Linked DNA regions of Rattus norvegicus: region 2 is linked to region 1. The links are chromatin contacts, called in public Hi-C maps. All regions are on one chromosome and are shown on one strand. The core of a region is the stretch at or near the end of the contact, and the rest is flanking DNA. Distances in the headings are between cores, read along the strand shown.

Evidence for each region. A called contact is a pair of places that touch in the nucleus more often than the background predicts.
Region 2: a Hi-C map of Schwann cells shows a contact between it and region 1, with 2.9 times the contacts expected there. The contact joins two enhancer-like sites. A contact is called at or near these places in 2 of 12 Hi-C or Micro-C datasets (Schwann cells and mammary epithelial cells).

Annotation. Positions count from the first base shown.
Region 1 is chr5:151,160,936-151,167,786 of GRCr8, forward strand. No RefSeq gene overlaps it. Among named protein-coding and RNA genes, the nearest start is that of Zdhhc18, 21 kb to the left of the region's middle. Within about 2 kb of position 2,731, at least 11 of the 93 cell types and tissues checked have an H3K27ac peak or open chromatin away from gene starts, as enhancers often do. A contact at or near this core is called in Schwann cells, where this site is marked.
Region 2 is chr5:151,422,448-151,429,298 of GRCr8, forward strand. No RefSeq gene overlaps it. Among named protein-coding and RNA genes, the nearest start is that of Rps6ka1, 24 kb to the left of the region's middle. Within about 2 kb of position 2,759, at least 44 of the 93 cell types and tissues checked have an H3K27ac peak or open chromatin away from gene starts, as enhancers often do. A contact at or near this core is called in Schwann cells, where this site is marked.

The DNA.
Region 1 (6,851 bases), core at 1,481-3,980:
TATTTTCATCAGGGCCAGAGAGATAGCTTAGCAGGCAAAGGCATTTGAGGCCAAGATTGATGCCCAAGACCCATATGATAGCAGGGCTGCCTTTCACCCACCACATGTACCTTCAATGGCACACACACACACACACACACACACATACATGCACACACACTTGCGCACACACATGCACACACAGAGGCACACACACATACATGCACACACACTTGCGAACACACATGCACACACACTTGCGCACACACATGCACACATACATGCACACACACATACACACATACATACACATTTGTACACATACACACACATATGCACATACACACACATACACACACAAATAAATTACAATTCCTTCCATGCTTCTGTAGACAGTTTTAATATTGACTTTATGTGTGTGAGTGTTTTGTCTACATTTATGTATATGAGTCACATGTAGTCACATGTATCCCTAATGCCCACAGGGGTCAGAAGATCCCCTGGAACTGGAGTTACAAGTAAATTTAAGTCATCTGTGAATGCTGGAAACTGAACCGCAGGGGCTGGGGATTTAGCTCAGTGGTAGAGCGCTTACCTAGGAAGCGCAAGGCCCTGGGTTCGGTCCCCAGCTCCAGAAAAAAAAAAAGAAAAAAAGAAAAGAAAAAAAAAATTAAAAGGAAACTGAACCGCAGTTCTCTGCAAGAGCAACACGTACCCTTAACCATTGAGCCATCCCTCCAGCCCCTGCTGCAAGTCTGAAGCCAGGGAACGGTTGTAAGTTTGGTCTATCTGGCAAATCCCAGGCCTGCAAGAGACAAGAGACATATAGTGAGATCTCATCTTTTTTTTTTTTTCCGGAGCTGGGGACCAAACCCAGGGCCTTACGCTTGCTAGGCAAGCGCTCTACCACTGAGCTAAATCCCCAACCCCGTGAGATCTCATCTTAAAATAAAACAAAGTTGGGCTGGAGAGATGGCTCAGCGGTTAAGAGCACTGACTGCTCTTCCAGAGGTCCTGAGTTCAAATCCCAGCAACCACATGGTGGCTCACAACCATCTGTAATGGGATCTGATGCCCTCTTCTGCTGTGTCTGAAGACAGCGACAGTGTACTCACTCATATAGCTAAAATAAATACATCTTTAAAAATATTAAAAAAATAAAACAAAGTAACCAACCAAACAAACAAAAAAGAAACCCAAAAATCAAAAATAGAGGGAGGGGAGGAGGGAAAAAGATGCACGTGTGCCTCTAGTGGGAACTCTGCTGCTCTCTGACCATGGTTTGCATTGAAGGACCTGAGCTGCTTGTCTGTCTGTCTCTCTTTTTCTGTCTTTTTGAGCTATGCTCTGTGTAGTCCAGGTAGGCTTTGAATGCCAAGCTTACCGACAAGTGTTGTCACTGTTCCTGGCTTTTTTTTTTTTCCTGTAAGGATTCAGACGCCTCAGAGGCCTGTCCTCAGTGCTTACAGTTGTCATCACTGCCAAGGACAACACACAAGCTTCCGTTGGCACCTTGTCACAAATAAGCAGAGCTGACATTTGGTTACTTGTGCGGCAGGAACGGAGAGCACCGAACGCTGCGCTGGAACGGATCTTAGTGTGTTCAGAGTCCAGCCAGGCTGAACCTCATCTGTCTCCCCGAGACCCTTTCTAAAATCCATTTTCACAGCCACTGGGGTCTCAGTAGTTTACAGAGCCAATGTACTATAGCAACTGATTAAGTTCAAAATTGTTAACTATAAGCCAGGTATGGTGGCCCACACCTAAAGTCGCAACACTTTGGGAGGCAGAGGCATGTAGATCTCTGTGACTTTGAGGCCAGCCTGGTCTATACAGTGAGTTCCATGCTAGCCAAGGATACATAGTGAGATCCTGTCTAAAAGAATACTACTACTAATGGTAGTAATAACTGTACCTGAGAACTACAGAGTTGGGTAATGGTGGCGAACTCTTTAGGAGAGCCAAGAACACTGCTCAGTTGGTACAGTGCTTGCCTTGGTTCAGTTGTGATGGCACACACCTGCCGTCCCAGAATTTGGGAGGTGGAGGCCAGAGGGTCAGAATTTCAAGGTCGCTGGAAGGTGATGGCACTCTCCTTTAATGAAACTGGGTAGCCTCTCTTTAATTGTGACTATATCCTGGTGATTCCAAATAACGTTGGTTTTTTAAAAAAAATAGTTCTTTCTTCAACCCGGGCATAGTGACACACACCTTTAATCCCGGCACTGGGAGCCATAAACAGATGGATCTCCGAGTTTGAGTCCAGCTTGTTTTGTGTGTGTGTGTGTGTGTGTGTGTGTGTGTGTGTGTGTGCGCGCGCGCACACACACACACACACAAATAAATCCCCCCACAATTAAAAAGACACGAGCAAGCAGGAAGCATCTATACTGTTTAGACCAGAGAGTAAAGCCAAGAGTTTGGCGTTTAGACCAGAGAGTAAAGCCAAGAGTTTGGCGTTTCTAAACCCGGGACACCTGCCCGGGCTGGACAGAGCCCTTCGGACATTGGAAACATGTGGTGTGCTCTTGCTTCCTGCTTCTTGTCTCTGCACTTGCAGGGGACACAGACTAGCTAGTTGCTGGTATCTCCGGGTGGGATGCTACGGAGCTGCTTCTGCGACTGTCGCTGGGGAATCACACTTCCAAAAGTTCATGCTACAGCAAGGGCGGGAAGGACCTGCAGCTACAGGAGCCGAGTGTTTAGGACGCTGGCCCTCACGGGAACAGGAAGCCGGTTGAAGGAGCAAATTCCTCCCTTCTTCCTCTGGGCTCACTGTCGCCCTCTCGTGGCCTTTGTTGGCAGAGCCTAACACTGAGGCTCCCGGCAGCAGTTACAAGATTTTCTGCGCAGCGCACCACCAGTATCTGTCTCATATCTGGGAAAGAGAAAGAGGATGGGGAAAAGATTTTGGAGCATAGAGCTAAAAAAACAAAAACAAAACAACACAACAACAAAAAACCAGTAATTAGCAGCAGAGATGTATTTATAAGATGCATATGGAGGGGCTGGGGATTTAGCTCAGTGGTAGAGCGCTTACCTAGGAAGCGCAAGGCCCTGGGTTCGGTCCCCAGCTCCGAAAAAAAGAACCAAAAAAAAAAAAAAAAGATGCATATGGAGTTGGACAATTGGCTCTTCATGCGGGCAGAGGTTCAATTCCCAGCACCTACAAGGTGACTTACTACTGCTGTGTATAACTCCAGTCTCAGGGGATCAACGCCCTCGTCTGGCCTCTCTGGGCACTTGCATGCCTATGATGCACTGCAGGCAAAATACTCATATAATTAAAATGTAAAAGAATATATATGTTAATATATATTAATGCATATTAATATATATTTGCAAACAAAGATTACATTTAATGGGGCTGGAGAGATGGCTCAGCGGTTAAGAGCACTGACTGCTCTTCCAGAGGTCCTGAGTTCAATTCCCAGCAACCACATGGTGGCTCACAACCATCTGTAATGGGATCTGAGTCTGATGCCCTCTCTGGTGTGTCTGAAGACAGCGACAGTGTACTCATATGCATGAAATAAGCAATATTTTAAAAATTGTATTTGATTATTTATTGTGTACCTGCATCTGTGTCCTTTCCCATTTGTGCCTATGTGGCAGTTGGAGGACAGTTTACGGGACTTGGGTTTCTCCTTCCATCATGTGGGCTCTGGGGACCAAACTCAAGTCAGCAGGCTTGGCTGCAAGTGGCCACTGAGCCATCTTGCCGGCCCTAAAAAGCAAATTTTTTTTTTCTATTCTTCTTTTTGGAGCTGGGGACTGAACCCAGGGCCTTGCGCTTGCTAGGCAAGCGCTCTACCACTGAGCCAAATCCCCAACCCCAAAAAGCAAATTTTAACCTCGTTCCCCACACAGCCTCCAAGTGACTGAACCTTAAAATTAACAGTTGAGCCTCATATAGGACACCACTGGCAAAAGTTGGGCATTTCCCAAGGAGTCCCTACTCCTCAGTCCCATGTCCAAGGTGCTTATGAGGAGAGTTGTCAAGGAATAACTTCCAGAATCCTGTGTACAAGGAGGGGAGACCAAACAGACAGTGGCCAAGGACTCCTTCCAATAGGAAATCCAGGTCTGATCAATCTGGTCCCAGGAACAGTTTTTGCTCTGCCCTGGCAGTGAGGATTAAGGAGGTTTTGACCAGAAGCCCCACCTTTCCTTGCTTCCCTTTTCTGAATGGAAATCTGACCCAACTTCACCCTTTCTTGCTCCACCCACGGGCACTGGGTGTATTTGTGAAGGGTGGACAATTTGTTTAATGCGTCAATGCCACCAGTAACTGCCTCTGAAGAGGGACTTCGTGCTTAATACTATGTCGACACGGGACTCGGGGTGAATGTATTCTGTAAGGAAAAACAGGTATTTGGCTCAGAAAGACACTGACATACAAGGATCTGAGACTTCTTCCTGAGCGCTGGGCCAAGCTTTACTTCCTCATAGGGACTGCCAGGTTTAGCTAGTAAAAGTGCAGGATTTGAATTTCAGATAAACAACCGAGAATTTCTCAGTGTAAGTTATGTCCTGTGCAATATTTGGAACATGGTTAAAGGAAGAAATTACTTATGATTACCTCTTTCCCCTCCCTTGCTGCAAGTGTGGCCACATGACAGGCCTGCTCAACGGAATGTCCTCTGGGCTGACCTGACCCCTCCTTGTTCCTCAGCAAGTACAGGAGTCTGGGAAGCCAGGCAGGGCTAAGTCACTCAGGAAACAAGGTATGGCCTCCCCAGGTCTTGACAGGATAGGTCCCCGTTCTCAAACCTGCACTGTACCTACAATGGTAACGAGATAGAAACTTCTGGGTTGGAGAGATGGCTCAGTAGGGCAAGAGATCCTTTTTGCCGCTAACCTCATGACACGCTTTTGATCCCTGGGATCTAATGGTATTAGAAGAGAGCCAATTCCTAGAAACTCTCTCTCCCCCCTCTTTCTGTGTGTGTGTGTGTGTGTGTGTGTGTGTGTGTGTGTGTGTGTGTTTGCAGGTAGAGAGAGGAAGGGAGGGGGAGGGGAGAGGGAGAGGAGTGGAGGGGGAGGGGGAGGGGAGAGGGATAGAAGGGGAGGGGAGAGGGGAAGGGGGAGGAGGGGAGAGGGAGAGGGATGGAAGGGGAGGGGAGAGTGGAAGGGGGGAGAGGGGGAGGAGAGAGGGGGGAGGGGAGAGGGGGAGGGGAGAGAGGGGGAGGGGAGAGGGGGGGAGTGTGGTAGTTCAAGTGGCTCACTGCTATGATCCTAGCAGGGAGACAGAATAATCAAGAAGAGCTCTGTGAGTTCTGGGCCAGCCTGGTCTACATACTGAGTTCTAGGCCAGAGAGGGCTACAAAGTAGATCCTGTCTCAAAAAAGGCCTTGTTATAAATGAACCACTGAATTTTGGGAAGTTATATTATGGCGGAAGCTTACCTTCACCTTCATTCCCAACACCTGAGTTCAGTCTCCTTTACTCTCTTTTCTCTCCTTCTTCCTCCCACCCTCCTTTCTTCTTCTTGGGGATTGAACCCAAAACCCTTTTTAAAAAAATTACTGGGGGCTGGGGATTTAGCTCAGTGGTAGAGCGCTTACCTAGGAAGCGCAAGGCCCTGGGTTCGGTCCCCAGCTCCGAAAAAAAGAACAAAAAAAACAAAAAACAAAAAAACAAAAACCACAGTGGGCGGGAGGAGTCCTCATTGTGTAGCCCAGGTTAGCCCGCCACTCATCAGTCCACTTTAGCCTCCTGAGTGCTAGGATTGGAGGACACCAGTCTTGCTGTGAGCATGCGCGATACACACTTTCCTACTTGCGTTGCTCCATGCCTGCCAGCCTCCCCGCAGCTTTTCTTCCCCTTTGTGTCACTTGGGCTGTTCGATCACTTGTGTTTGTGTGTGCAAGCACTGAGCCACACACCTTCATGTGGAGGCCACAGGCCAACCTTATTTTATTTCAGGTGGGAGTGACCAGGCTGGCAAGGCTTCACCAGGCAGAGATGCTAACCACACAGGAGGAACAGAAAAGGATTAACCCACCCGAGGATATGAGGATGCCTTCTCTCCTTCCCTCCCTTTCCCTCTTCCCCAACCTCTTGTTTTTTAAGATAGGGTTTCTCTGTGCAGCCCTGACTATCCCAGAACTCTCTGTAGACCAGGCTGGCCTTGAACTCAGAGATCTGCCTGCCTCTGCTCCCAAGTGCTAAGACTAAAGGTGTGCAGCCTCCACTGCCTGGTTGGTTCTTTCTTTCTTTCTTTCTTTCTTTCTTTCTTTCTTTCTTTCTTTCTCTTTTCTTTTTTTTTTTTTTTTTTCTGGAGCTGGGGACTGAACCCAGGGCCTTGCGCTTGCTGGGCAAGCACTCTATCGCTGAGCTAAATCCCCAACCCCGGTACTTTCTTTCTTAAAGATTTATTTATTTTCATGAGCACATTTTAGCTGTCTTCAGACACACCAGAATAGGGCATCAGATTCCATTACAGATGGTTGTGAGCCACCATGAGTTTGCTGGGAATTGAACTCAGGACCTCTGGAAGAGCAGTCAGTGCTCTTAATCGCTGAGCCATCTCTCCAGCCCCGTGGCAAGTATTTTTATAGAATGAGTTATCTCCCCAGCTCTTCTTTCTTCTCTCCCTCCTTGGGAATGTTATTCCTATCTAGTCATTTTATGACAATGATGTCACTGTGTGCTCTCCACTGCACTCCTCCGCTCTCAGGATTACTCTGTGGAGACCAAGCTGCCACGTCCTCACAGCCTGTTACATTAGCTTTCCCTGGGGAGGTATGAGCATACGTCTGCCTACCTAAGTAACACAGGCACCAGCAGCAAACCAAAGATCCCAGCTTGGTGAACCAATGAGTTTAATTAGGTCAGCCAACAGGAGTGTGGGCAGGTCCCCTCGGCCT
Region 2 (6,851 bases), core at 1,509-4,008, 260 kb after region 1:
TTCTCCTTGTAACCCATGGAAGCTCAAAAGGCACAGACAGGAGGCAAAAGCCGGAACTGAGTGGGGTGGAGTGTGCAGGGCTGACGTATTAGCCAGGGTATCTCGCAGTAGACAGCAGCTCAGAGTCCGAAGTCTTCCTCCAAGTCCCAAGCTGCCAGCGCAGCTCCAGAATGGCCTGCTTGCTCTTCCTCCTCCATATCGCTGACACCCCCCCGCCCCCCCCCCCGCCCGGCTCTGCCAACCCACTTCTCTGCCAGCGGCTTTCCCTGAGTGGGCCTGGGAGGAATCCCTGCAGAACACAGCAGGCTTGTGCTTCCCTCTGCCCCATCCCTCGGTAATCGGCACAATATGCTCGGAACCAAGGCTGGAGGAGGAGAAACCATGAATATTTACATGTAAATATTTTTGCCAGGTTGCACAGAAATAAAGATTGGAAGGAAGTCAGCAGGAAGCTAACAGGAAGAAATCAACGGACGCATGGGATCAGATAAAGTCGGGCCCAGTTTGGGGCTGTGCCATTCTGTCCTGTGTGACCCTAGCAAGAAACCCTCCCTGGAGAACTTTGTCCAGACCCGGGATCCCCATTGCATGAATTACTTAGCATTAAGCACCCTGTTCAGTAGAGTTTACAGGACAATGTGTTCACAGCAATGTGGCTCACATTTGTATTCTCAGCACTTGGGAGACTGAGGCAGGAGGACTCCTAGAAGCTGAGGGCCAGCTTGGGTTACCTTGCCAGTTCCAGACTTGTTTGGGTCATACAGACTCTGCCTCAACGAACTAAGACAAAACCAACTGTTCCAGTGTGGTGGCAAACACTTTCACCGAAACTAGCACTAGGGAAATAGGAGCTGGAGGATCTTTGTGAGTTTGCTGGGGCCAGCCTGGTCTGAAGAGTGAGTTCCAGGCCAGCCAGGGCTACTTGGTGAGACCCTAGCAACCAAACCAGAACCAAGTAAACAAACAAGAAAATGCAGGCTGGAGGAGAACAGATAACAAAGAAAACTCAATCTTGATGAATTTCTTGGTTCCTATCAATATCCTCTCTAAACCTGTTTTTCTGGAAATATCGACTCTCTAAATAATAATAATAATAATAATAATAATAATAATAATGATATTTATTTTGTATTGACACAAATACAGGACAGTATACATTGAGCAAACCATAGGCATGTGACCTCTTTGTTTATCTATGTACGATCTCTTAAGCATGTAAACACAAAAATACTGCCCTTATGTCAGTAAAAGGATGAGGACTTTTACATGACGGTTCTACATGACGGTTCATGGCTTTAATCCCAACACTCAGAAGGAAGAGGCATGCAAATCTGAATTCAAGGCTAGCCTGGTCTACAAAGTGAGAAATTCTGTCTCAAAACAAAATGTGAAAGTCCTCATATTTTTTCTTCTTTTTTTTTTTTTTTTTTGGTTCTTTTTTTCGGAGCTGGGGACTGAACCCAGGGCCTTGCGCTTCCTAGGTAAGCGCTCTACCACTGAGCTAAATCCCCAGCCCCATCTTTTTTCTTCTTTAGGACATTTTTTTCTCTGAGCGCTATGGAGACCGAGATGACCGAGCTGAACTCAGAGCTCTGCCTGCCTCTGCCTCGCCAAGTACTGAGATTAAAGGCTTGTGCCACTATGCCCAGCTTAAATTGGGTTTTTGTAAGGTTAATTTTAAAAAGATTTATGAATTAGAATTACATTTTAAATTTTTTTAAACTTACTTTCACTGTGCCAGGGCCTCAAATTGAGAGAGAGAGAGAGAGAGAGAGAGAGAGAGAGAGAGAGAGACCAGAGACCGGGCAGGATTTATTGGTATGTTCATGCTGAACCCCCGGAAAACAGAAAGAGAAGGGCATATTACATTTCCCTCCAATCCCTGGAACACTTCAGTTAAGTAAGAAAGCATCCAGTGTCAATTGCTGAGGTTGCCCCCCCGCCCCCCAGTCCTCCCTGTAGAGAAACTGCTGGACCCGGAGCCACACACAGGGCCAGAAAGAACACCTACTCTATCGCTCTAGCTCGTTTGTTTTAGGTTTTTGATGTTTGGTTTGTTCCGGGTTTTTTGTGTGTTTGTTCGTTTGTCTTGTTTTTAAATTCTTTGACACAGGGTCTCACTTTGTAGTTAAAAAGCCTGGAACTTGGGGCTGGGGATTTAGCTCAGTGGTAGAGCGCTTACCCAGGAAGCGCAAGGCCCTGGGTTCGGTCCCCAGCTCCGAAAAAAAGAACCAAAAAAAAAAAAAAAAAAAAAAGCCTGGAACTCACTATGCAGCCAGGGCTGGGCTCCAACTCCCGGTGACTTTCCAGCCCCAGGAATAACAGGTATGAGCCACCATGACTTGGCTCCCTAATCTCGTTGAAACTGAAGCTCATAAGCCTCTCTGCTTGGCTGAGCTCTGAGAAGGGCATATCCTGCTGTGCGTGGTGGGAGGGTGCCGCCAAGTGACAAGCCTGGGCAGTGGCTGGAATGTTAAAGGGTGGATGACACACCAAGAGCCCCGACTAACTAGTCTCAGACTGGGTCCTAGGGCTGCCCAGTTTTGTCCTCCCCGACCCCGCGTTCAGACACGTCGTATGACTGGTGCCTAAATCTGAGATAACCCTAGAGCCAACATTGAGTACCCAAACCCACCAAGCCACGTGGTACCCAGCAAACCAGCCCGGTGGCCGCGAGGCTTCCGCGTGGCTCCTGCTCCCATCACCCCGCGCGCTACCCAGGCTCTAGCCCCGCCTCCGAGAGGCAGTCCCAGCGCGAAGCCCCGCCCACACACGTGCGTGCGCGTGCTCCCTGGGCCTCCTGGGACTGTCGGGCGGCACGTAAGGCCCATCCCTGGGAAGCTCGAGTTTGGTCCCTGTCGGAGTGAGGAGGGTAGTGAGGGTCGGGACAGATCCGAACTTGAGCTGGGCGATCCTGGGAAAGGCTGTCGCGTGTCGTGGACGACGTCAGATCAGACGCTTGGAGGGTTTCCAGTTTCCAGTTTCGGGCCCAGAGGACCCTGCACGGTCATTGGCTCCCACGCACGCGCGGAGCTCAGCTCTGCGTCGCCCCCGTGTGGACAGAGGAAGCAGTGCTTGCTTGGCACTGGAGGACTCCTCAGGGCTGCACACGACCCAGGCACGCGCGGCCACCTAGGCGATCTGCTCTCTAGACACCGCCCACTTCCGTCGATGGACCGGAGCACAGGCTGATGTTGTCATGGCGACGGCTGAACAGATGCAGTGCTTTCCAAGGCTACTGTGAATCTTACTCTGGACAGAGAGAGGACTGGAGTATAGTTACCCAGCCTTCTTGCATCGTTCTCGGTCTGTAATCTAAATGGATGAGGATTGATCTCTCCCCAAAGCAGCAAGGCCTTGAACAACAAACGAGCCTTTCCCAAAAGCCTACTTGCCGAGTGAAGGCAAACATCAATGATAATAGAAGTATTCTTATTCCCATTTCCTGAACATGAGCAATATTTGGACCAGCGAGATAGGCCAGTGAATAAAGCGTTTGCTGTACAAACCTTAGGGCCTGAATTTGATCCCCAGAGGCCATGCAGATGTAGAAGGAGAAAAACAGACTCCACAAAATCGTCTTCTGACCCCCATTTTCACACAGATGCATTTCCCATCCCGATAAAAATAAAGGGAACAGAAAATTAAGTAGGTAAAATTCAATGAGAGCTGATTAAGCCGGGACCACAATCAAGGATCTAAGAGATAAGGAACTTTAGATCCAAAGTCGTACTGGGGATGTAGCTCTGAGGTAGACCGCATACCTTGGAACGGAAAAGTCAAATACAATGGTTGGCTAAAGTTTTTTGTTTGTTTGTTTGATTGTTGTTGTTATTTTGAGACAGATTCCTATTTAGCCCAGGTTGGCCTTGCAGGCAGCGCTGACCTTCAACTCCTGATTCTTCTGTTTCTATCCCTCCACCCAAGTGTTCTGCACGGTGTGTGCCACCTTGCCCAGTTTGATTCAGTGCAAGTGGTCAAGCCCAGGGCTTCATGCACGCTGGATAACACTCTGCCAACTGAGCCGCAGTCCCAGGTTATATCCAGTTCTTTCTTTAAGTAAACAATGACATCATCCTGCTTCCCCCTACCCAGGGCACTTCCTCGAATTTCCACGGGTGGAGTTTTCCAGAACTTCCCCACTTGCAGGATCAGATTGTTCTTAGCAGATACATAGTTCTTTCTATTGGTGGTGGTTTGAATGAAAATGGCACCCATGGCCTTGTTGGCTTTTAATCCCAATGCCTGTGTGCTGAGGGAGTGAATGCTGAAGGATGTATAGATAGTTTAGGAAGAACATTCTAAGCAAGAGAATTGTACACATAAAGGTGCAGGAACCAAGCACGATGGTGTATGTCAGTAATCCCAGCTCCTGCATGGCAGAGTCATGAGGCTCTTGGGATTGTGGCTAGCCTGGGCTACGAAAGGAGTTAAAAGGCAGCTTTAACAACGTGAGATCCTGTCTCAAAAAAAAAAAAAAAGTCCAAATTTGACAACTTTAATACCCAGCATATCATCTCTTTGAGCTTGAGGCCGGCCAGCTTGGTCTACAAAGTGACAGCCAAAGCTACACAGAGAAACTCTGCCTCAAAAACATCAAATAGGAGGCTGGAGAGATGGCTCAGTGGTTAGAGCACCGACTGCTCTTCCAGAGGTCCTGAGTTCAAATCCCACCAACCCCATGGCGGCTCACAACCATCTGTAAAGAGATCCAATGCCCTCTTCTGGTGTATCTGAAGACAGCTACAGTGTACTTATATATAATAAATAAATAAATCTTAAAAAAAAAAGAAAGCACATTGTATTCCTTATTAGGCAGCCTTTACCTAACATTCTATGAGGGACGGACACATTCTATTCTTTTTTTTTTTTCTTTTTTTTCGGAGCTGGGGACCGAACCCAGGGCCTTGCGCTTCCTAGGCAAGCGCTCTACCACTGAGCTAAATCGCCAACCCCGACACATTCTATTCTTGATTCTGACTTTATCACATCTTTCTCTCAAATCAGCTAAAACCATCTCCCAAAAACTTGCCTTCTAAAATTATCAAATCAGGAATTCTATAAAGTCATCTAAACAGCATTAATTCAGGAACGTTCATCTTCATGTTGATCTGCAGGAAGATTGCTCAACAGGGTGGGCTGATGCCCAGGAACCATTAGTCTATGTAACAGTGACAGGGAAAGCACATCAGCAGTGAGACGCAATCCTGGGATGAAGACTCTTAGGACCTTGCCTCTCACGCTTACTCATCATGGACAAACCATGCCATCTCCGGAAAACTTACTCATTTGCCTCCAGCTACTCCTAGAAGGCTCCTGACAGTGTTCTTATTTAAACCACCAGAAATACCAATAAAAAGAAATATGTATCTATTGAGAAGAATCTGATCCTCAAATGGCAATTCCAGGCCATCCTAGCTGTTTGTTTCCCAGGTAAAGAGTTTGCTGCTGCTCACAATTCTTTTTAAGCCCCAGATCTCCTGGCCTCTCTGATTTTAGCCTTCCCTGCTGGCTGCATGTTGATGACTCTCTGATTTCTTTAGATTAAATAATAGTGCCTTGCCACGACCTGTGAGGACCTTGTGACAGGCTTACTGTGTCCTTATCAGATTGGAGAATCCTGAGAGTGACAAAGGCCCTGGTAACATTCAGGATGGAAGAAGTGACGTTTGAGCGGAAACCTGTGGAGCAAACAATAACTGGATGGGGCATGCTTATTCTCTTTTCTTTTTCTTTCTATGCATGTGGTTACACGTGTATATGTTTGCACATGCGTGTGGATTCACATGTGTACATGTTTGTGTTGTAAGACCCCATAGTGGCCTTACCTTAGGAGCGCAACCCACAGAGCACAGATTGACAAAGTGACTGCTGCAATAACACGAGGGTATAAGGTTTTTAATCCATGTATACGTGGGGTTGCTTATCCATGCAGGGAGAGGCAATCCCAAACCCAAAAAGCACACAACTTCTATTCGTTACAGAGGGCAGACTTCAGCAACAGGGTTAGCTGGCCTATTCTCATTGGTGGTACACAGGACAAAGGATCTGGTCAGGTATTGGCTGGCCTGTTCAAGGGGCTGTTCTTGGCTCAATTAGTCACTTTCCTCATCCAGCCCTACACCTGGCCTTGGTGAATCACTGGGAAAGGGCTAAGTTGGCAGGTCCCTTAGAGGGGGGGAGGAACTGGGTGGTCGGGCAGGGTCAGGATGACATCTGAATAAGGCTTAGGTCCGTGAGTCAGGAAGTCACAGTATTCTTTGTATGTATGCACATGTATGTGCAGAAGCCAGAGGCTGATGTAGGTGTCACAGTGCTCTGCACTTACGTCTTTTGTTTTGTCTTGTTTTGTTTGTTTTGTGTTGTTTGTTTTGTTTTGTTTTTGTGACATAGTCTCTGTGTAATCTTGGCCAACCTAGAACTCACTATGTACACCAGCCCGGTATCAATCTCAGTGAGATCTGCCTGCCTCAGCCTCCTGAATGTTGGGATTAAAGACATGCTCCTACACACACACACACATACACACAGACACACATACACTCACGCACACACACACTCACACACAGACATGCACACACAGACACATTCACACACTCACACAGTCACATACATATACTCACACACATACTCACACACAGATATACACACACTCACACACACTCACACATACACACATTCACACACAGACACACATACACCCACACACACACTCACACACAGACATGCACACACAGACACATTCACACACTCACACACACATAGAGAGAGACACACACTCACACACACTCACACATACACACACTCACACACATATTCACACACACACAGACACATACACAGATACACAC